7 separate regions of the Mus musculus genome follow, and all the other regions are linked to region 5. A link is a contact called in public promoter capture Hi-C data. All regions are on one chromosome and are shown on one strand. The core of a region is the stretch at or near the end of the contact, and the rest is flanking DNA. Distances in the headings are between cores, read along the strand shown. Region 1 overlaps Ryr1 (ryanodine receptor 1, skeletal muscle). Region 2 overlaps Samd4b (sterile alpha motif domain containing 4B). Region 3 holds the start of Dll3 (delta like canonical Notch ligand 3). Region 4 holds the start of Med29 (mediator complex subunit 29). Region 5 holds the start of Fbxo17 (F-box protein 17). Region 6 holds the start of Psmd8 (proteasome (prosome, macropain) 26S subunit, non-ATPase, 8). Region 7 holds the start of Ryr1 (ryanodine receptor 1, skeletal muscle).

What was found. Promoter capture Hi-C pulls out the DNA fragments that hold promoters and counts their contacts.
Region 1: a contact with region 5 is called in a promoter capture Hi-C map of neutrophils, with 4 times the contacts expected there. The contact joins the enhancer-like site here to the promoter of Fbxo17 in region 5. A contact is called at or near these places in 9 of 39 promoter capture datasets (the 3T3-L1 cell line, the C10 cell line, hippocampal neurons and 4 more) and 1 of 15 datasets of contacts at CTCF or cohesin (the NIH/3T3 cell line).
Region 2: a contact with region 5 is called in a promoter capture Hi-C map of the C10 cell line. The contact joins the enhancer-like site here to the promoter of Fbxo17 in region 5. A contact is called at or near these places in 21 of 39 promoter capture datasets (the 3T3-L1 cell line, 3T3-L1-derived adipocytes, the C10 cell line and 13 more), 5 of 15 datasets of contacts at CTCF or cohesin (CD8 T cells, the NIH/3T3 cell line, embryonic stem cells and 2 more), 5 of 484 Hi-C or Micro-C datasets (B cells, the G1E-ER4 cell line, embryonic stem cells and 1 more), 10 of 115 datasets of contacts at active chromatin or transcription factors (the NIH/3T3 cell line, bone marrow-derived macrophages, craniofacial prominence and 6 more) and 3 of 9 other capture datasets (adipose tissue, liver and pancreatic islet).
Region 3: a promoter capture Hi-C map of pre-B cells shows a contact between it and region 5, with 2.4 times the contacts expected there. The contact joins the promoter of Dll3 here to the promoter of Fbxo17 in region 5. A contact is called at or near these places in 3 of 39 promoter capture datasets (liver and pre-B cells) and 1 of 115 datasets of contacts at active chromatin or transcription factors (large pre-B cells).
Region 4: a contact with region 5 is called in a promoter capture Hi-C map of the HPC-7 cell line. The contact joins the promoter of Med29 here to the promoter of Fbxo17 in region 5. A contact is called at or near these places in 21 of 39 promoter capture datasets (the 3T3-L1 cell line, 3T3-L1-derived adipocytes, the C10 cell line and 11 more), 2 of 15 datasets of contacts at CTCF or cohesin (large pre-B cells and pro-B cells), 11 of 484 Hi-C or Micro-C datasets (B cells, the C10 cell line, the G1E-ER4 cell line and 5 more), 19 of 115 datasets of contacts at active chromatin or transcription factors (acute myeloid leukemia, bone marrow-derived dendritic cells, bone marrow-derived macrophages and 12 more) and 3 of 9 other capture datasets (embryonic stem cells, liver and pancreatic islet).
Region 6: a contact with region 5 is called in a promoter capture Hi-C map of liver, with 2.1 times the contacts expected there. The contact joins the promoter of Psmd8 here to the promoter of Fbxo17 in region 5.
Region 7: a promoter capture Hi-C map of liver shows a contact between it and region 5, with 3 times the contacts expected there. The contact joins the promoter of Ryr1 here to the promoter of Fbxo17 in region 5. A contact is called at or near these places in 2 of 39 promoter capture datasets (liver and pre-B cells) and 1 of 9 other capture datasets (pancreatic islet).

What each region holds. Positions count from the first base shown.
Region 1 is chr7:29,023,984-29,026,683 of GRCm38.p6, reverse strand. It overlaps Ryr1 (ryanodine receptor 1, skeletal muscle), which reads left to right. Exons shown (of 106, transcript NM_009109.2): 90 at 2,340-2,681. Among named protein-coding and RNA genes, the nearest start is that of Gm38979, 4.2 kb to the left of the region's middle. Within about 2 kb of position 1,328, at least 70 of the 459 cell types and tissues checked have an H3K27ac peak or open chromatin away from gene starts, as enhancers often do. A contact at or near this core is called in the NIH/3T3 cell line, neutrophils and pre-B cells, where this site is marked.
Region 2 is chr7:28,409,984-28,412,689 of GRCm38.p6, reverse strand. All of the region lies in intron 3 of Samd4b (sterile alpha motif domain containing 4B), which reads left to right. Among named protein-coding and RNA genes, the nearest start is that of Paf1, 18 kb to the right of the region's middle. Within about 2 kb of position 1,344, at least 64 of the 459 cell types and tissues checked have an H3K27ac peak or open chromatin away from gene starts, as enhancers often do. A contact at or near this core is called in 3T3-L1-derived adipocytes and adipose tissue, where this site is marked.
Region 3 is chr7:28,300,438-28,303,137 of GRCm38.p6, reverse strand. Dll3 (delta like canonical Notch ligand 3) reads left to right here and starts at 1,353. Exons shown (of 9, transcript NM_007866.2): 1 at 1,353-1,454; 2 at 1,573-1,854. The coding sequence starts at 1,392.
Region 4 is chr7:28,391,433-28,394,206 of GRCm38.p6, reverse strand. It overlaps Med29 (mediator complex subunit 29), which reads left to right and starts at 1,517. Exons shown (of 4, transcript NM_026042.3): 1 at 1,517-1,756. The coding sequence starts at 1,544. Paf1 (Paf1, RNA polymerase II complex component) reads right to left here and starts at 1,211. Exons shown (of 14, transcript NM_019458.3): 1 at 953-1,211; 2 at 509-538. The coding sequence starts at 999.
Region 5 is chr7:28,715,514-28,718,240 of GRCm38.p6, reverse strand. Fbxo17 (F-box protein 17) reads right to left here and starts at 1,451. Exons shown (of 7, transcript NM_015796.2): 1 at 1,203-1,451.
Region 6 is chr7:29,179,263-29,181,962 of GRCm38.p6, reverse strand. Psmd8 (proteasome (prosome, macropain) 26S subunit, non-ATPase, 8) reads left to right here and starts at 1,290. Exons shown (of 7, transcript NM_026545.3): 1 at 1,290-1,686. The coding sequence starts at 1,318. Catsperg1 (cation channel sperm associated auxiliary subunit gamma 1) reads left to right here. Exons shown (of 28, transcript NM_001368407.1): 28 at 37-431. The coding sequence ends at 291.
Region 7 is chr7:29,123,880-29,126,579 of GRCm38.p6, reverse strand. It overlaps Ryr1 (ryanodine receptor 1, skeletal muscle), which reads left to right and starts at 1,429. Exons shown (of 106, transcript NM_009109.2): 1 at 1,429-1,615. The coding sequence starts at 1,565.

The sequences.
Region 1 (2,700 bases), core at 79-2,578, 310 kb before region 5:
CGGGGTGGCTGGCAGGACCTGGGGGCAGATGGCGGGGCCTAGGGACAGCGAGTGGGCTTTGGCATTTAATGTGTATGGTACGCAGTCAAGGGAGGTTCTGAGCAGAGGGCTCAGACCTGGAGCAGGTTTTTTCAGAGTCCCTCCCACTTTGCGTAGAGATAGGGGTGCCTCGGGGAGTCCCCTGTGATGGTGGGAGACAGAGGACGCGGGACCACAGGGAGAGAGAAGACACGAATGGGCCCTGCATCTGTTCTGAAAGCAGAGCTGAGAGTTCTGCTGAGGAATCTGATGTGGGCAATAAGACAAGAGACAGCAAGCAGATATGACTCAGAGATTTTAACTTAGGCATGTTGGGTGGATGGGGGCTGCCACTTTTGAAATGCATAAGGCTGGGGAGCTGGGGCAGTTTGCCTTCTAAAGTTCACTTCTGGATTCAAATGTGATCCTCCATGCCTGTAATCCCAGCACTCTGGAGGTAGAAACAAGAGGGTTGTCAAGAATCCAGGGCCAGCCTGGATAAAAAGTTGCAGGCTAGCCGAGGCTACATACATAGTAAAGACAAAATGTATCAAATGTCACATGGGTCAAGATTCTGGAATGTGGTCAGAGCCCAGATGGGACACCTGGCAATCATATGTGCACCGTGACATTGGAGCCTGAGATCCCAGTGTTATCTCATGGGAGGTGGAAAGCAAAAAAAGATGCAGCTCTCAGACCCGCCCACCCCACCCCACTCCAGCCGTTCCAGGTCTGGATGTGAAGGTGACTCCTGCGAAGCAGGTTGACTAACAGTGGCCAGAGAAGGTGTTACAAAAGAAGGCACATGTGTATGATGATCCCTGGGGCCCTGTGTGAGGCAGGTGCCACTCATCACGGGACGGAGGATGCGGCAGGGTGCATGATGAGAAGTTCCTGTGTGACTGAGTCCCCTTGCTCTGTGGTTTTAGAGCCTTTCATGATTTGCAAAGCCTGTTACTCATTTAGAAAGCATTTTGCAAAGCCCTTGGCTTTTCACAAAGGACAGCCCGGAGCCAGGAAATTTCGCTTCTGTTTATACCCCAGAGCTGCATCTCTCTGTCTGCATTCTGCAGCCCATCTGTAAGTCAAGCTGGAAGCCCACCTAGTAAAATATGACCAGCATCTTTCAGTATAAACAGAAGGCTGAGGACTGTTGCATAGCTAAAGTCAGAATTGAATTGCCTCTTGAAATTTTGTTTTGGTTTTTGGTGGTTTTTTTGTCTTTGTTTTGTTTTGCCCTGGGTTTGGTCCCAGAATTGCCTAAACTGGGCATGGTGCTGCATGCGTGTAATCCCAGCACTCAGAAGGCTGAGGCAGGAAGATTGGAATTTAAGGTCAGCTTTGGCTATGTAGTGAGTTTCAGGCCAGCCTGGCCTACATGACACTTTGTCTTAAAAAAAAAAAAAAAAAAGCAAAAGAAAGGAAACAAGACAAGACAAAAGATAACAAACAACAAGAAGCTAACATTGTGGCAAATGCCTTTGATCCCAGCACTCAGGGGGCAGAGGCAGGTCTGTAGTTAGATGCAGGCCTGGTCTACAATAATGGGTTCCCAGGCAGCCAAGGCTACATAAACCCTGTCTCAAAAAAGCAGGATCAAAATTATTTTTTAATTTAAAAAAACTCACCATTATTACCTGGGAGCGGTGGCGCACGCCTTTAATCCCAGTAACTAAGAGGCAGAGACAGGCGGATTTCTATGAGTTTGAGGCCAGCCTGGTCTACAAAGCAAGTTCCAGGGCAGCCAGGGCTACACAGAGTAATCCTATCTGGAAAAACCAACACCAACAATAAAACAAAACAAATACCATTATTTTACCAAGAGCATGGCGGCCTTTTACGTTTCTGTTTTGGGATCAGAGGCACGGACCTCCACACCTGTTTATACAGCACTGCAAACCCATCACGCATCTGGCATCTGAGGCAAGCATCCGACCAACGGAGCCTTTTGTCTTATTTTGTGGGATTTTATTGTGTTGTTGTTGTTGTTGTGATTGTTCTTGAAACAAAGTCTTACTATGTCATCCTGGCTGTCCTGGAACTCACTATGTAGACCAGGCTGGCCTGGAACTCTCATGGAGACTGGCCCTGAACCCGGCTGGCCTCGAACAACTCACAGAGATCGCTGCCTCTGCTTCTCAGGTGCTGGGATTAGAACAGTACACCCAAACTTTTGCAAGTAGTTGTTACTGATGCTGAGGCCCTTGAATTCACTCCCTCTCTCTCCTCCCCCTCATCCCCCCTCCCTCCCCTTTTCCTTCCCTGCTCCCCCTCTTCCTTTCCCTCCCCCTCTCTCTCACCTCTCCCACCCACCTCCACAGGCCATGGACAGCCAGAAGCAGTTCACTGGCCCAGAGATCCAGTTCCTGCTCTCGTGTTCCGAAGCAGATGAGAATGAGATGATCAACTGCGAAGAGTTTGCGAACCGCTTCCAGGAACCAGCACGGGACATTGGCTTCAACGTGGCGGTGCTGCTTACCAACCTGTCAGAGCATGTGCCCCACGACCCGCGCCTGCGCAACTTCCTGGAGCTGGCTGAGAGCATCCTGGAGTACTTCCGGCCTTACCTGGGCCGCATCGAAATCATGGGCGCATCGCGTCGCATAGAACGGATCTATTTTGAGATCTCAGAGACCAACCGTGCCCAGTGGGAGATGCCCCAGGTCAGTAGGCCTTGCGTGT
Region 2 (2,706 bases), core at 95-2,594, 310 kb after region 5:
TTTTGTCTCTGGTCTTATGTTCCAGCATGAGAAATATATCTGTAAATTTGATACTGCAGAGCATCAGCTGTTATATCTGAGCATTAGGGCCAAGTGCTTTCAGCAGCACTGTTACAGATACAGTCTCAGTTAAGCCTCCTAGACCATTAGGCCCATTTCACAGATGAGGACTTAGAACTCAATGAACTGAAACCACATAGTTGAGATCTCACATAGAATAAATAGTGGAACTGGCAAAGTTCTGGCCCTGAGCAGTCTGGGCCAGAGTTACCTCTGACTAGTGCTGCCCTGACCAGCTAAGCCCAGAGGTTGGGTGAAATAGGAGCTGGTATTGAGGTGCCTTTTTGAAACGTTAGCTGAGATGAGCAGTGTAAGACACAGTGAATAGCATGACCTGATTGAAGGTGAATGCTCAAAATTTAGCCTTAGGTAGTCAGCCCCTTTCAGCAGGCTATGGTTAAAGTAGGCCAGGGAAGATAGGGCATTTCCAGAGAACTCTAGCAACCCTAATTACCTTGGATTTGTTTTCTGGTTTTGGAATACCATACTTCTATACTGGCTTTGGAAGCTATATTAATAATGGTTATTATGACTGGGAAATATTGAGCATTTTGCTCGGAGCTAGTCTGAGGACTTCAGAGCTGTAAACTCTAAAACTTGGCTTAGTCTTAGAAGTCATCTGCCCAAGATGATGTCAGAATTCAATCCAGGCAATATGGCTCTGGATCTCAGAGCCTGAACACGTATACTGCACTGCCTCTGTGCTCCCTGGCTCAGAACTCTTTTGTTTTTGCTTTCCCTTTTGGCAACACTTGGGGTAGAACTCAGAATTGTGGCCATATTAGACAAGGCTGTACCGCTGAGCTGTAACCTTGGCACTCCAGTAGCTTTGAAGGACCAAAGCTTTCAGTGTTGGATAGGGTTCTGGAGCAAAAGAGAAAAGAAAGGACCATGCCATGTAGAGGGCACAGCATGATTGAAAGGCATGGTGGTGTCCAGTAGAGGGTCAGTGGGTAGCAAACAGGTCTATAAATTGTGCGAGTGATCATATTAGTGCATGCTAGGCTAACTTGCAACCAGTGAGGACTGCATATGGACAAAGAGACAGGCTCCTATCCAAGAGCACTGATTTTAGAGGTAGTAGAATTAGGATTTGAACTCACAACTTAGGGGCACAATTTAGGGCTTTGAAGGATAAAATGAAACATTTGGATATCAGACAGTTGCAGGAAGCAGGAAACAATTAAAATATTTTTGAGTGGGAAGAAAGATTAGCCTGGGAGGGCAGGCAGGGTGAGTTTGGTGTACTGCCAAGGACAGAGCAGGATTTCTTGGAGAGTACAAGGCCATGGATCTGCAGCCGACATTCCTGTTTTTATAATCCTCAGTCAGTGGCCAGCCTCCACCCCAGCACAGGCCAAGCAGGGTTCCTCAGGAACTGCATGGTCATTCTAGTTGGGGTAATTTCCTGTCCTCTCAGCCTCACCAGCCCACTCCTTGGCTAAGAAGGTAGAACAGAGGTGGCCAAGCACACCAAGATAGGCACAAAGGCCTGTATTGATGGTTTTCCAACCTCGGGGCCCAGAGTGCTGTCTTCTTCCAAGAGGCCCCAAATGGGGCAGAAGCCAGAGTCCACAGTGTCTAGAAAGTTGGAAGGAGCCTTGAGTAGAGGACTCAACAGGCTCTTGGGTAATAGCAGAGCCTGACACTGGCTGTGTGCAGTGGGCCAGTCAGTATCCTCTCTTGGAGAACTTTCTGACTAGGAGCATCAATATTGTCACAGATAGTAATGGAAGGTGCTTCGGGGCTTGTGTCAGGGTGGCCTCCTGGGTAGGGTGTCACTGGGCACTGACAGGGACCTCAGCCTCACCATCAGAACAAGGCCTGTACTCTTTCTCTGGCTCTTCTCTCCTCCCTGTGGGAACTGGGGCAAAGGAATTCAGCTTCCTGGGCCTTGTCCTCACCTAACCAGGCTTTTTGGCTTTTTCTTTTTCTCTCTAGGCTACCACGGGGACTGCTGGATTCCCTGTGCTGAGCTCGCAGGCCCTGTTAGCACTCATTTGTTCTTTATGAAACTCAGTTGGAAGGCTTCTGTGTGATGTATACTGCCCTGAGCCTGAGGTGCAAAAGTGATTAGATTAGGCCCTGTTGCTGTTCTTCATAAACCCACAGACCAGTACAAGAGACTGGCCAGCACAGAGAGGAACGAGTGCCTAGCTTTCAGGGGCCAAAAGGAGGTGCTTGAGCAAGACCCAGAGGCAGAAGCTGAAAGGAATACTGAAGCAGTGATAGGTCAGGGAAAAGACAGTGGCAGCGTCTGGGTGTTTGCTGTCTTGCCTAGAGAACCAACTTGGAGCCCTTTGCTTATCTCAGAAATGGAGTGGACTATGAAATAGGGAAAAGGTTTTGACTTCATCCTGAGTTACAGGCCTCTTAGGGGGTCAGTTTGGATTCAGTCCAGGAAAAAATAGAGATGTGAGGTCTAGTCACAGACATGTTTATAAAAAGCAGTTCATTAGCTAAGAATGATGGTGTATACCTATCCCAACACTTGAAAGACTGAAGCAGGAGATCATGAATTTGAGGTCAACCTGGGCTGTATAGTAAGTGCCAGGCCACAATAGCAACACCCTATCTTAAGCTCCCTCTTCTCCTGAAAGTAACAAGGGACACTTTGTTGGCTTATTTGTAAGTGCTAAGGAAGCA
Region 3 (2,700 bases), core at 104-2,603, 420 kb after region 5:
GTCTACAGTGAGAGGAAAAGCTCCTGGGATGGCTGGTCGGGCAGGCATGATCGTCCCAGGGCCTCAGCCTTTGCTGTTCACAATGTGTTTGCTCCAGGATCCTCCTCACACCCCAGGCCTTAGCAGGGGCTCTGTTTCTGTGCGTAACAAAGTCCTAAACAGCTAAGACTTTCAGAAATCCCTTAAAGTCTGCTTTATTTGTGATTCAGAGCTCTGGAAATACCACCTTGCCTCGTGGTGAAGCAAAACCAGGTGTGGTAGGGTTTTGTGGTATTTTCCTGTATTGGTTTTGAGAAAGGCTTTATGTCGTCTAGGCTGGCTTCTTTCTCTTGTTTGTCCTGCTTCTGCACTGCTGGGATTACAGGTCTGCCATGCCCACCCACGCCTCTTTTTCGACTAAACATTTAGTGGGACTATAGCCGTCTCCCCTCTACAAGACAAATGTGGATATAGGAGCAACTTATATTTTCCCTAAAATTACTAGCTCTGAGTATTAACTTAGTATTTACTGGGGGTGGGGAGTGGGTTTCCTCTGTTTCTGCAGCCTTGCTCACCGTCTGACTTCAGCACACTAGCCTGGGCACCTGCACCTAAATTGTTTTACTTGCCTGGATCCTGCGAAATCCCACCTCCTCGCCCCCCGGGGTGGGATGAGCAGCTCCATTCATCTGGGGTGGAGAGTGGGGCCCTGGTGCCCGAAGACTGAAGACTAATTTCCTGTCCGTTTGCCTCTCACACCTTCCTGAGCCCAAATGGGAGGCCCAGCTGCGGCCCAAGGGGGAGGGGCACGGCCGCCCGGCAGATGGCGACATTTACATACAGCTGGGAGGCCCCTCCAAGACCAGGATCCTAGCCTGGCGTCTGGTGGCGATACTGGCTTCGCGGAGGGGGGGCTTTGTTTTAAGAAGGGGAAACACACATGCATACACACGAGAGGTCTTCCACAAACACACAGGGGTCCACACAAAGAACTCAGGATTCTTCCTCACCGCCTCCTCTGTGGGGCTCCGAAACACAACCTCACACACAGCCGGCTGGAGACGCATTCACTGCACTCATGGGTTCATAGGGTCCTCCACAGCGGACAGGAGCTCACATAAGTACATACATGATAGAGAGGAATGCACCTGTATTTCCGTTCTCCCACTTCAGTACGCACAGTATCTTAGAAATTAACCCCTGCCGCTTTCAGATTGGCGCATGCAATCACACTCAGGATGAACCTCACCAAGTCGCCCACATAGAGTTACTGTATCCCTTTCCCTGGGACCCCTCTCGGCCGGTAGCTAAAAGACTGGCCTGAAGGGGCGGAGCGTCCCCTCAAATATAAGACTCCGGCATCCAGCAGCTGCGACTCCTGAGACTATTTCCCCATCCTGTCCCCCAAAGCAATGGTCTCTCTGCAGGTGTCTCCGCTTTCCCAGACGCTGATCCTGGCTTTTCTTCTTCCTCAGGTCAGATACAGAAAGGAAAGGAACAGATGGGGTTGGGCCGAGACCTGGAGGTCTTAGAGACTTTCATGGGGCACACAGATACCTAGGTCCCTTAACCTTGTGGCCCTCTCTGTCCCAGGCACTGCCAGCTGGTGTCTTCGAGCTACAAATTCATTCTTTCGGGCCAGGCCCAGGCCTCGGGACCCCACGCTCCCCCTGCAACGCCCGAGGCCCTTGCCGCCTCTTCTTCAGGGTCTGCCTGAAGCCCGGAGTCTCCCAGGAGGCCACCGAGTCCCTGTGCGCCCTGGGCGCAGCACTGAGCACGAGCGTCCCGGTCTATACGGAGCACCCCGGAGAGTCAGCGGCTGCCCTGCCGCTGCCTGATGGCCTCGTACGTGTGCCCTTCCGCGATGCTTGGCCGGTGAGTCCAACCTCCACCTCTTTCTGTCCCCCCCCAGCTCCCGACACCATCCCGTGCCCCAGAGCCTTTACTACCCCCTCCTCTCCGAAACCCACATTCCCAGACCCCCTCCGCTATTCTCTTCAGGGATGTCTTAAAACTGGGCTTCTCATCTTTTTGTGGTTGTGTGTGTGTGTGTGTGTGTGTGTGTGTGTGTGTGTGTGTGTGTGTGTGTTATACTCACGAATACGCTTTACAGCGATATGTGGACAATTTCAGTTCTGCCCTTTATTTACCATGTGGGACCCAGGGGGTTGGACTAAGGTTTTCAGTAAGTGTTTTTTACCCAGTGAATCCTCTTCTCATCCTGTTTTGTTGTTATTGTTTGTATTTTGTTTTGTATTTTTAGAGACAAGCCTGGCTGTCTCTGAGTTCACTATGTAGCTAAATCTGGTCGTGAGTTCCTGATCCTCCTGTCTTCACTCACTCCCATCTCCCAAGTGCTGGAGTTATGGGGTGCAATAGCAAGTCGAGTTGGGGTCTTTGTCTTTATTCTAGATCTCTTCTTTGGACCTGGGGCTCCTCTCAAGCACTTTCTTGAGGTCACCTAATCTCTCATGTTTCCAGCCTTAGTTCTTTTGGTTGGGACATCAGGTCACTTACTGAATCCTGGTCCCCATCCCTGTACCCTGCACATCTCAAAAAGAATCAGGGCCCGTATTTGAAATGTAGACATTGTTGGGAACTTTTTCCATATTTTATTTCCTCACCTGTAGATGGGAACACCTTAGTATGTCCTTTTGGACAGGGTCTTGCTAGATACCCCAAACTAACCTCATATTTGAAACCCTCCTATCTCAGCCTCCT
Region 4 (2,774 bases), core at 268-2,767, 320 kb after region 5:
AAAACAGCTACAGTGTACTCACATATAATAAATCTTTAAAAAACAAACGGGCTGGAGAGATGGCTCAGCAGTTAAGGTCCTGAGTTCAAATCCCAGCAACCACATGGTGGCTCACAACCATCTGCAATGAAATCTGATGCCCTCTTCTGGGGTGTCTGAAGACTGCTACAGTGTACTTACATACAAACAAACCCTGCCTCAAGCTGACAAGATACCTCAGCAGGTGAAAGTGCCTGCTGTCCAGCCTAAGGAAATGTCTTTAGACTGCCACTCAGAGCTAAGGTGTGTACAATTTAAACACACACACACACACACACACACACACACACACACAACCCTAGGCCTGTGCTGCTGGGCACATAAGGCTGCAATCCCGGCACCCATGAGACTGGGGCACAAAGACCAGTCTGGGCCACTTTATGAGATTCTCCAAAGCACAAAAAAGGCCCCCTAACCGCCTCCCCTGTTCGTGTTCCACCCCTCCTGGAAAACGGAGCTGGGAGCTTACCTCTCAGGCAAGGTCCGGTGGGAATTGGGCCTGGTTTCGGGGAGAAGAGAGAGAGAGAGAGAGAGAGAGAGAGAGAGAGATGTCAAGAGTTGGCCATGTGAGTGGAAAGGCCGGCCCCCGAATTTCTGAAGGAGTGATGGTGATGATGGTGATAAAGCATGAAGCCAGATGCTCAATCCCCTGAGGAGAGCAATCCAGAAGCTTCACTGAAGGAGACTGAGGTCTGACTCCCTCCCGCAAGGTGCAATTCCGAAATTGAATAGCAGGGGACCAGGAAGCGACCGCAGAGCCCAGGGGGGACCGCCCCTTCATCGGGGGTGAGCGCTGCGCGACCTCGGGGGCCGACCTGAGGGAATCAGTGATGTCGCAAGCAGCCCCCCTCGGCCTAGTCCCCAGCTTGCAGCTCACAAAACAAAATGAAGCGGCAGGTGACAGGAGACCTACCTGTGGCCATCTTCCCTCTGGGCCTGGGTCTGGATGGTGGGCGCCATCGCGACCAGGCGACGGCGGCGCGGTAGGCGTCCTCGCTGGCCGCAGGCGGACGCTGAGTGGCGTACCGACTTTGAGAGACGCCGGATCCAAGGACAGGCTCCCGTAGACGCCGGGCTCCGCGGGGAAAGGGGATGAAGTGGGCCGACGAGAAGGGCTCGGGTGTGACTGAAGTAAGAGCACAGACAGCGTCGGACACAGACTTGCAGCTCCCGCTCCGACTGCTACCAAGACGCAGAAGACTAGACAGGTCGCTCCTGGCCGCAAGGCCTTCAGGGAAATAGAGTTTGGTCAGTCCTTCACAGTGATTGGCGAGCTGTGGGTGAAGGGGCGGAGCCGTGGGGGAACTCCTCTTATGATTGGCGAAAAGATATTCCACTCATGGCCTCGGATTTGGGAGGGCGGAGAAAAATGCATATCCTCTTCTCCCATTGGCTAATCTGTCGGTAAGGCATGGCTAACTAGGAGGTCAGCCAACTGAAAAAGCTGAGGAGCTACCGGAGCAGACGCATTTATGACGCATTTCCGGCGTTCTAGCGGAGGAAAATGGCTGCGCCCCAGCCACAGGCTGCAGCGGTTTCCTCTGCGTCTGGTGTGTCAGGCCCGGGTTCTGCCGGGGGTCCGGGTCCCCAGCAACAGCCACAACCGACCCAGTTGGTGGGTTCTGCCCAGAGCGGGCTCCTGCAGCAGCAGCAGCAGGACTTCGATCCTGTGCAGCGCTACAAGATGCTCATCCCGCAACTGAAGGAGAGTCTCCAGGTGATGGGCCCTGCGCGGGGAGCAAGAGGGGCTGGCTGGCGGGCGGGCGGGCTCCGGGGACGAGCGCCGAGGGGCTGTTTGTTGAAGGAGAGATCGTAGGTCGGGAAGAGAAGACAGACTAGCTGTGTTGTGTTTGTGTCTAACCAAAGTGAAGCTCCGGTCAGCTGTAGTGGTGGCGCGTTCTTAATCCCCGTGCTGGGACAGCAGAGGGGGACGGATCTGAGCTCGAGGCCAGTCTGGTCTATAGAGTTCCAGGCCGACCAGGGTCTACATAGTGAAACCCTGTGGAGAGAAAGGAGATGAGGATGAATGACAATTTTTGTTTGTTTGTTTTTTTTTGTTTTTCGAGACAGGGTTTCTTTGTATAGCCCTGGCTGTCCTGGAACTCACTCTGTAGACCAGGCTGGCCTCGAACTCAGAAATCCGCCTGCCTGTGCCTCCCAAGTGCTGAGATTAAAGGCGTGCGCTACCATGCCCAGCATGAATGACAATTTTAACTGTGTATGGTAGTGCAAGCCTTTAATTCCTGCCTTCTGGAGGCAAAGGAAGGTAAATCTTTTGAGTTCCAAGACAGCCTTGGCTACACAGAGAAACCCTGTCCCAAAAAACTAGATGGAAGTGGGGGAGGCAGGAGGAGAAGAGTAAAAAGAGAAACCGTTCTGGTTAAGTTCCGTGCAGAAGTACGGCCTAAGTGTCATTTCAGTCCATGATGACTAGATAAAGGGTATGTCCAGGAAGCTATTAGTGGTAATTCCAAACGAGAGCAGGTTACTGAAAAATTACAGGGAGATTGGGGGCTAGAGAGTTGCCTCAGCAGTTAAGAGCACTAACTGCTTTTCCTAGTGGTCCTGAGTTCAAATCTCAGCAACCACATGGTGGCTCATAACCATCTGTAATGAGATCTGATGCCCTCTTCTGGTGTGTCTGAAGACAGCTACAGTGTACTCTTATAAGAATAAAGTCCTTTAGAAAGGCCGGGCGCGGTGGTACACGCCTTTAATCCCAGCACCTGGGAGGC
Region 5 (2,727 bases), core at 202-2,701:
TCTTCCCAAGTGATGTTAGCTTGTGTCAATTTGACATAAAACTAGTCAGCACACGGTCATTGTTTAAAATCAGATTTGCGCAGAGGCAGGCTCTGAGTTCGAGGCCAGCCTGGTCTACAGAACGAGTTCCAGGACCGCCAGGGCTACTGGCGAAAAACAGAACAAAACAAAACAAAACAAACCACTAAAATCAGATTTGTGTTATTTATACTTCCAAGACAGGGAGTGGAATAAACTGAAGAAATGAACTCAGAAGAACAAACGTTACACGGAAAGGAATAAACACAGCTGAAATGCATCAATGTAGCTAAGTCAGGAAACAGCCTGAGACCCTGAAGCACGCATTCTGCAAAGGGGCTGCCAGCCAGAGTGATCCAGCCGCGGCCCAGGGCCTACATGTTGGTCTGGGCTGGCTATTTCTTTTCCCCCTTTTCGGTTGGCTATTTGGGACATGGGTAGAGCTGCGAGAGGGGGTGCTGGGAGAACCTTTTCTTCTTTTTTTTTTTTAAATTTGATTTTAAATAAAAAGTAAGATGTTATTGTTGCGCAAGTGTTTGATGTGTATGCGTGTTAGTGTGTGGGTCAGAGGACAACACGTGGGTCTCCATTCTCGCCTTTAACTCTGAGTCTTGAGAATCACCAGGAGGCTTGGCGGCAGGCACTTTTTCCTGCCACCATCGACCCGGTAGACCTAGTTCCATAAAAACAAAGTATGTATGAAACGTGGGAAATGAAGCCCACTACTTTGTATGCTATCTTAAATGTTAGTAAAAAATAGTAGGGTGTGGCTGCGCACGGGTTTAGTCCCAGTACTGAAGAGGAAGAGGCAGGGGGATCTCTGAGTACAAGGCCAGGCTGGGCTACATAGCAAGGCCAGTCAGAGGTACAAAAGAAAAGAAAAAGAAAAACCACACACACACACACACACACACACACACACACACACACGGAATGTAAAGTCTTCTCAGTGGGACTTGTAGCTTTGCAACTTGCACGTGTACAGCTAGCTCAGTGTAAGAGTGCACTGCATAAGGGAAGAGTCTGGGAAACGATGTACAGACTCCTGGAGACTGCGTCCCTGGGGTGGGGTGGGTTGGGGGCGGGGAGGGGCACACAGAGCCAGTGGAGAGACTCCTCCATTCTCCAGACTGCTCCAGCCGCTGGTTTGGACACGACCCTCGAGTCCCATCCCAGGTCCGTACCTGTCCGGGAGCTCACCGGGCGGCCTGCTCTGAGTTGGCGGGGAAGATCCAATCCCTACCCGGCGCTGGAGGCAGTCGAAGAGTAACCCGAGGTCCGGGAAGTCAGCCCCGTGATCTGGGGTCCTAGTGGACCGTCTTCTTCTATGCTCAGGATCCCGGGGCCACCGGGCAACGTTGCAGCCTGAGTGAGCCCGGCCCAGGGCCGCCGAGCTAGGCCGCCTGTCCCTGAAACGTGGCTGCCAATCCCCTGGTGGACACCCCGGGCACCTCCCCTGCCCCCTTCCCTGAGACCCGCCCCGCCCCACTCTTCCGCCCCAGGCAGCTTTTCCTAACACCGTCGTCAGGGTAAATTCTTTGGTCCCTAGCGAAAGGCTCAGCTGTGGCTCTGACCGCAGATTTGAAACCAGAGAATGAAAGCAGAGACAGGATCGGTTCTTGGAAGCAGAATCCGTCTTTAGCAGAACCGTTCAACACGCGGGCTCCGCAGCAATCGCTACTCAGCTGTTCAGCTTAAGCGAACCCTTCCCCTCCAGGAAGATCAGCGACGCCCCCCCCCCATGACTCCTTAAATTTATTTATTTACTTATATATTCACTACCACCACCACCCATCTCCCACCCACTATGTAGCTATCCAGGAACACTATGTAGATCAGGCTGGCCTGAAACTCACAAAGATCCCCCTGCCTCTGCCTCTTGAGTGATAGGCTCCAAGGCAGATAACAGTACTTCTCAGCTATTGTTATTATTTTAGATGTATTATTTATTTTCATTTTGTGTGTGTACTGGGTGGTTTTGTGTGTTAACTTGACACAACTAAGAGTCATCGGGGAGGAAGGGGCCTCCGTTAAGAAAATGTCTCCATGAGATCCAGCTGTAGGGCATTTTCTCAATTAGTGATTGATTGGGGGGGGGGAGCAACCCATTATGAGCGGTGCTGTCCCTGGACTGGTAGTCCTGGGTTGTATAAGAAAGCAGGCTGAGCAAGCCATAAGGAGCAACCTTCCACTGCTTCTGCATCATCTCCTGCCTCCAGGTCCCTGTTCTGTCTGGGTTCCTGTCCTGACTTCTTTCAATAATGAACAGCAATGTGGAAGTATGAGCCAAATAAGCTCTTTCCTCCCCAACTTGTTTTTTGGTAACGGTGTTTCATTGTAGCAATAGAAACCCTAACCAAGACAATGTATATGAGTGTTTGCCTTCCTGTGCCTATGTGAACCACATGCATGCAGTATCCACAGAGGCAGGCAGGGGTGCTGTGAGCCTTGGAGTTACAAATGGCTGTGAGCTATTGCAGAAACCAGACTCAGGTTCTCTGTAAAAAAAACAGTCAACGCTCTTAACCACTGAGCCATCTCTCCAGTCTTTTCCAGGGTCTTTGTCAATCACTTTTCATTATTTATCTATGTACTTATTTATTTTTTTATGTGTTTTTATTGTGTGTAGGTGCAACACATGCATGGGAGTGTCGTTGCATGTGTGTGGGTCAGAGGTCATCTTTCCTTCAGCGGTGGGTTCTGGGGATT
Region 6 (2,700 bases), core at 41-2,540, 460 kb before region 5:
CCCCGACCCCTTGTGACTGTTGTACTGGGCTTGCAGGTGTCTACCAGCTTCTTTATAGCCCTGGTTGTCTTCTACATCCTGTTCTGCCTCGTGTGGCCTCACATAGTGAAGGCCTGGGTCTCATTTCGCTGGAAGATTCACAACATGATGGCACCAGAGACCTATTCATCTTCCTCCTCTTCTGGGGGCTTCACCCTCCATTCTCACAGCTCAGAGGGAAGTTTTGAGGGTCCCTCCAGACCAGGTACCAAAGAGGACAATGTTCAAGCTAAGAGAGCAAAGGTGGCCTGAGTCCCTGGTCTGTACTCTTCCTCATGAACCCTTAGGCCTCTCCTCATGGGAATGCAGCCTGCCACCTCCCCAGGACTTTCTGGTTGGCTAGAATGCTCATGTCTCATTCAGACCCTAATAAAGCCTCCTTGCAGAATCAGTCCCGAGTCCTCAGAAAGGCTCACGTCCGCTTGGTTTGTACCAGCACAGCTGTAGTTAACTGTCAGAATGATGTCAGAATCTTTTATTTTCAAGATGGCACAGCAGATAAAGGAGCTCTCAAGCCTGACAACCTGGGTTTGATCCCCAGGCCTCATGAGATCTAAAGAGAGAGCCGACTCTGTGAAGCTGTCCTCTGACCTCAACATGGGCACATGCACGCACACACACACACACACACACACACACACACACGCATGCCTGTAGGCCAGGCTGGCCTGGAACTCAGAGATCCGCCTGCCTCTGCATCCCAAGTGCTGGGATTAAAAGCGTGAACCACAAAGCTCGGTCTGTAATTCTATTTTAATTTCAAAAATAAGAAAAAAATGGAATAAGAGAAAATAAGAGAAATGGCTCAGTGGTTAAGAGCACTGACTGCTCTTCCAGAAGCCCTGACTAAAATTCCCAGCAACCACATGGTGGCTCACAACCATCCATAAAGGGATCAAATACCCTCTTCTGGGGTGTCTGAAGACAGCCACAGTGTACTTATATACATAAAATGAATAAATAAATCTTTTTAAAGAGTCTGAAAAAAACGTGGAAGAATGATGCTCTGATAAACACGAACGCCTAATCTTAAATCTCACCTGCTAGTCCTCTCTCAGCCTGCCTATGTAGTGACACCTGACAAGTTTTCCAAATGGCTCCACATCGCCACCCCTTGACGTAGAGGCGGTACCCTTAAGATGGACATTCCACAGGCCGAAGCCAGCGAGGGTGGCCATGGTGACTACAGGTGGGCGGGACATTGTGGGCATTGTTTTCAGTTGGAGCGAACGGACTTCCGTTCGCCATTTTGAATGACAGCAGAGGCGGAGCTGCGGCATGTTCATTAAGGGTCGGGCTGCGAAGACACCCCGAGGAGAGCCGCGGCGCTCCTCCCGCGGGGGGCGGAAACTGGCAGTGGTAGCTCCGCCTCCAGTTTTGGGCTCCACCTCCCGGCCTCATTTCCGCCGGGAGTCCATTGCCCGGCGTCGCTGCCGTAAGTCGGGTCGGCGGCTTGCCGCATCACGGAAGATGGCGGCCACAGCGGCTACGGTGAACGGGTCGACCACCGTCTCGAGCTCCGGACCCGCGGCCACCTCGGTCGGGATCCTGCAGGCAGCGGCCGGCATGTACGAGCAACTCAAGGACGAGTGGAACCGGAAGAACCCGAACCTTAGTAAATGTGGAGAAGAACTGGGCCGCCTGAAGGTAAGAGGTCGCCGGGTCCTAGATGCCTAATGCCTGGGGGAAGGTGACAGACGGGAGATCGAGGCTGGTAGAGCGGGCCCTGAGGTGTCGTTAAGGGAGTGATGATGGAAAGATTGGTTCTGGCAGAATCGAATGAGATGGTTCGAGCTTTGTTACTTGGAGGGAGGCAGGAAGGAGTGGGATCAGTGACAAACGGGGAGATAGTGAAAAGAATAAGTCTGAGGTGACGGGACGTTGAGGGAATGTGTGGCAAATAAAGCCCAGGTAAGCTGTGAGGGAGCAGAGGTTAGGAAACACCTGTGTGAAGAGGGGCAACAGGAACAGTTTGAAGCCAAAAACGAACCTAGAAGAGCACACGTTTCGGTTGTAAACACACTCAGGCGGATAGAAGGCCAGTCTGGTCTTCAATAGCGAGTTTGAGGAGGCTGGGCTACATAGACTTCGTCTCAAAATATATATATAATAATAATAAGTAAACAACAACAAAATATGTGTTAGGTTCCCAAGTTTACTAAGGAATGGTGTCTGGGATGGACTGGGGGGGGAGGGAAAAGGAATGCCCCACATTCCTTGTTACCCCTTCTCGGGCACACTGTGGTGGAGGTCTTCCCAGACCTGCATATAATGGCTGAACACGATGTCCCACACTTGTAATCCTAGCACTCGAGAGGCTCACACCAGGCTCTCCAGTTCTAGACTAGATTGGCCTGCCTGGGGAGATGCTGTCTTAAACAAGAGAGAAACCTAAAACAAGCTAAATATAGCAACAGGAAGAATTGAGGTCATGGGCGTCTCCCTACCCCATGATCCCCCTGGGTCAGGCACCAAGTGCCTCGTGTTTCTCAGTGGAGTTACTAATATTTGTAAGATGAGGTAATCCAATTGGTACGCTCCGTGTTCTTGGGCCCTTTGGTGTTTGCTTTACAAGGTCTGACTCCACTAATATTCATGGCAGTTGTGTGGGTTAGGATGCATGCAAGCTTTTCCAAGTAGGAACATAAAAGTCCAGAGAAC
Region 7 (2,700 bases), core at 180-2,679, 410 kb before region 5:
GAACTGCAACAGGTGGGTAAGAGACATCAGTCAGGACTACTTCAAAAGGCAGGTTTTAGCTGGGGGCTCGGGGGTGGGGTGGGGTGGGGTGGGGTGGGGTGGGGTGGGGTAGGGTGGGGTGGGGTGACGCATTTGTTTAACCTCAGTGCTGGGAGGCAGAGGCCTGGGATGTTTGCGAGTTCAAGGTCAGGCTGGTGTTTTCTCTCCCCCCTCCCACACCCATGCCCCTGCCCCCCAGTTTTGAGACAGGGTATCAGGTAGCACAGGCTGGCCTCCAGCTAGGGAGCTGAGGTTGACTTTGAGTTTCTGATCCTTTCTGCTTGCTGGAATTACAGACTCACATGGCCACTCCCAGTTTATGGATGGAACCCGGGGCTTTGTGACAGCTAGATAAACATTATATCGACTAGGGCATGCCTGCAGCCCTGTTTTTGTCTCTGTTTTGATACAGGGTCTTTTTTTTTTTTTTCTTCCTTTTCTTTATTTACATTTCAAAAATTTTCCCTGTTCCAGATCTCCCCTTCGGAAACCCTCTATCCCATCCCCCCTCCTCTTGCTTCTATGGGGGTGCTCCCCCATCCACCCTCCCACTCCTGTCTTCCCACCATAGCATTCTCCTATACTGGGGCATCCATTGAACACCCTTAGGCCCAAGTGCCACTCCTCCCACTGATGTGCAACAAGGCCATCCTCTGCCACATATGCGGCCGGAGCCATGGGTCCCTCCATGTGTATTCTTTTGTTGGTGGTCCAGTCCCCCGGAGTTCCAGGGGGTCTGGCTGGTTGACACTGAGATAGGCTCTTATTATGCGGTCCCAACTCCAGATTTACAATCCTCTTGCCTCAATCTCTTCAGAGCTTGGATGATAAGCCATACCACTCTGTCTGGTACTAAGTGATTTTTTTTTTAATGTTAGGGGATGTGGTGTGCATCCAAGCTACAACTGTGTGATTCTGCAGCAAGGGTGAAGCTCAGTTTAGCCATTAAGAAAGGGATGGAACTAGGCTGAGGGTGTAGCCCAATGGTAGAATGCTTGCCTGGCATGCAAGTGATCTAGGGTTTGAACCACGGCATTACATAAATCAGATGGGGCCAGAGGTTCAAGATCACTCTTGACTACATGTGGAGTTTAAGGCCATTCTGAAGTACATGACACTCGGAGGGGGAGGGGAAGGGGAGGGAGAGAGGAAGGGGTAAAGGGAGAGCCAGCCAAACAAATATATACATGATATCTCACTGTGACCATGGCCACTCAGCTACTTTCTAGACACCCAGTTCACTGGAGAGAACGAACACCTTCCACCAAGAGTTTGTGCTGTGGGCGGGGTTCTGAACAGGGGCGTAGCTTGTCCCATGCTTGCCCAATGGGTGTGCGGTGGGGCGGGGACCTTCTCTCATTGTGTCCCGCACAGGGCATGCTTCCTGCAGTTCCATCTCCCTCGCGGGTGCCTCTGGCTTCCCTAGAGGTCTCCGACCCCAGCCCGCCCTCAGGTTCCCCGCCAAGCCTGCAGCCCCCTCTCGCCATCCTCAGACCCTAGCCCGGGACACCCGGGGATTGCCATCATGGGTGATGGAGGAGGTGAAGGCGAGGACGAGGTCCAGTTTTTGCGGACGGTACGTTTTTGTCTGGGTCCGGAGGTCTTGGGTGATTTCTTGCTTACTTTTCTGAGAGTCTCTCTGTCTCTTCCCTGCTTGCTGGTGGTCTCTGAAATCCGAGGTCACTTTGTCTTTCCGTTTTTTCTCATCACCTTTTCGACCACGGAGAATTAGCAGGATTTAGGAGGACCGAGTGGGCAGGAGAGGGTGGGATCCTCAGACGCCCTCTCCTGACATAAGAGATTTGGGGTCATTGAGGAAGCACCCCGCCTCCTGCCGTTCTGGAAGCAGGCACTTGAGGAAGGTGGTTCTAATTCTTGGGCTTAATTTAGCTGTCCTCCACCGCCACCCCAGCCCTCATTCCCTTCTTGCTCCAGGCTCTGACCTATTTAAATTCTTGGGAAGGGGGCTGGGGTGGGCTGGACAACACCTTTCTTTTCAACTCCTAGTCTTTGGCCGTCTCCTTGGGGGTCTCTTGGAGCTTCAATGTACTTTTCCCCTCGGTTTTGGCGAGGAGGATTTAACTATGTCAGCTAATGGCCTCTGAGGGTACCTGGGTGATGAAGTCTTTCTCAGCTCCTTGGTATATCTTATGTCTGAGTCTCTGTCTCTTGGCCCTTGGCTTCAGCCTTCTGCGTGTGGCTGTCCCTCTGATCCTGTCTCTCTGAATCTCAGATCTCCAGCTGGGGGCAGGGATGGGACTTGGGACAACAGGTGTCTCTCCCAGAATAGCCCTCTTTTCTGGGCTCTGGGTAGGGGACAGGGAGGGGACAAGAGGGGGAGGGGCTGCCTTTTTCTTAGTCCTTCCCACCATATCCTCCCATGGGCTGAGATGGGGGTTGGATATGGGAGATGGTCTCTGTTGGGGCCAGGTCTGCTGACCCTGCACTCTCTCCCCCCCAACCCCCCACCCCCGAGGTCCTGGGTCCACACAGAAATGCTGACGCAGCATTCCTGACCCAGAATAGGACCCTGGTAGGCTGGGTCCGGTTTCTTGGGAGGGAGGAACAAACAGCTGGGGCTGGTAATGAAGGATGGGGACAGCTGGACTGTGAAGCCACTGGAGGAGGGCCTCTCCCCAGCCCCAGCCCCTTAGCCTACAC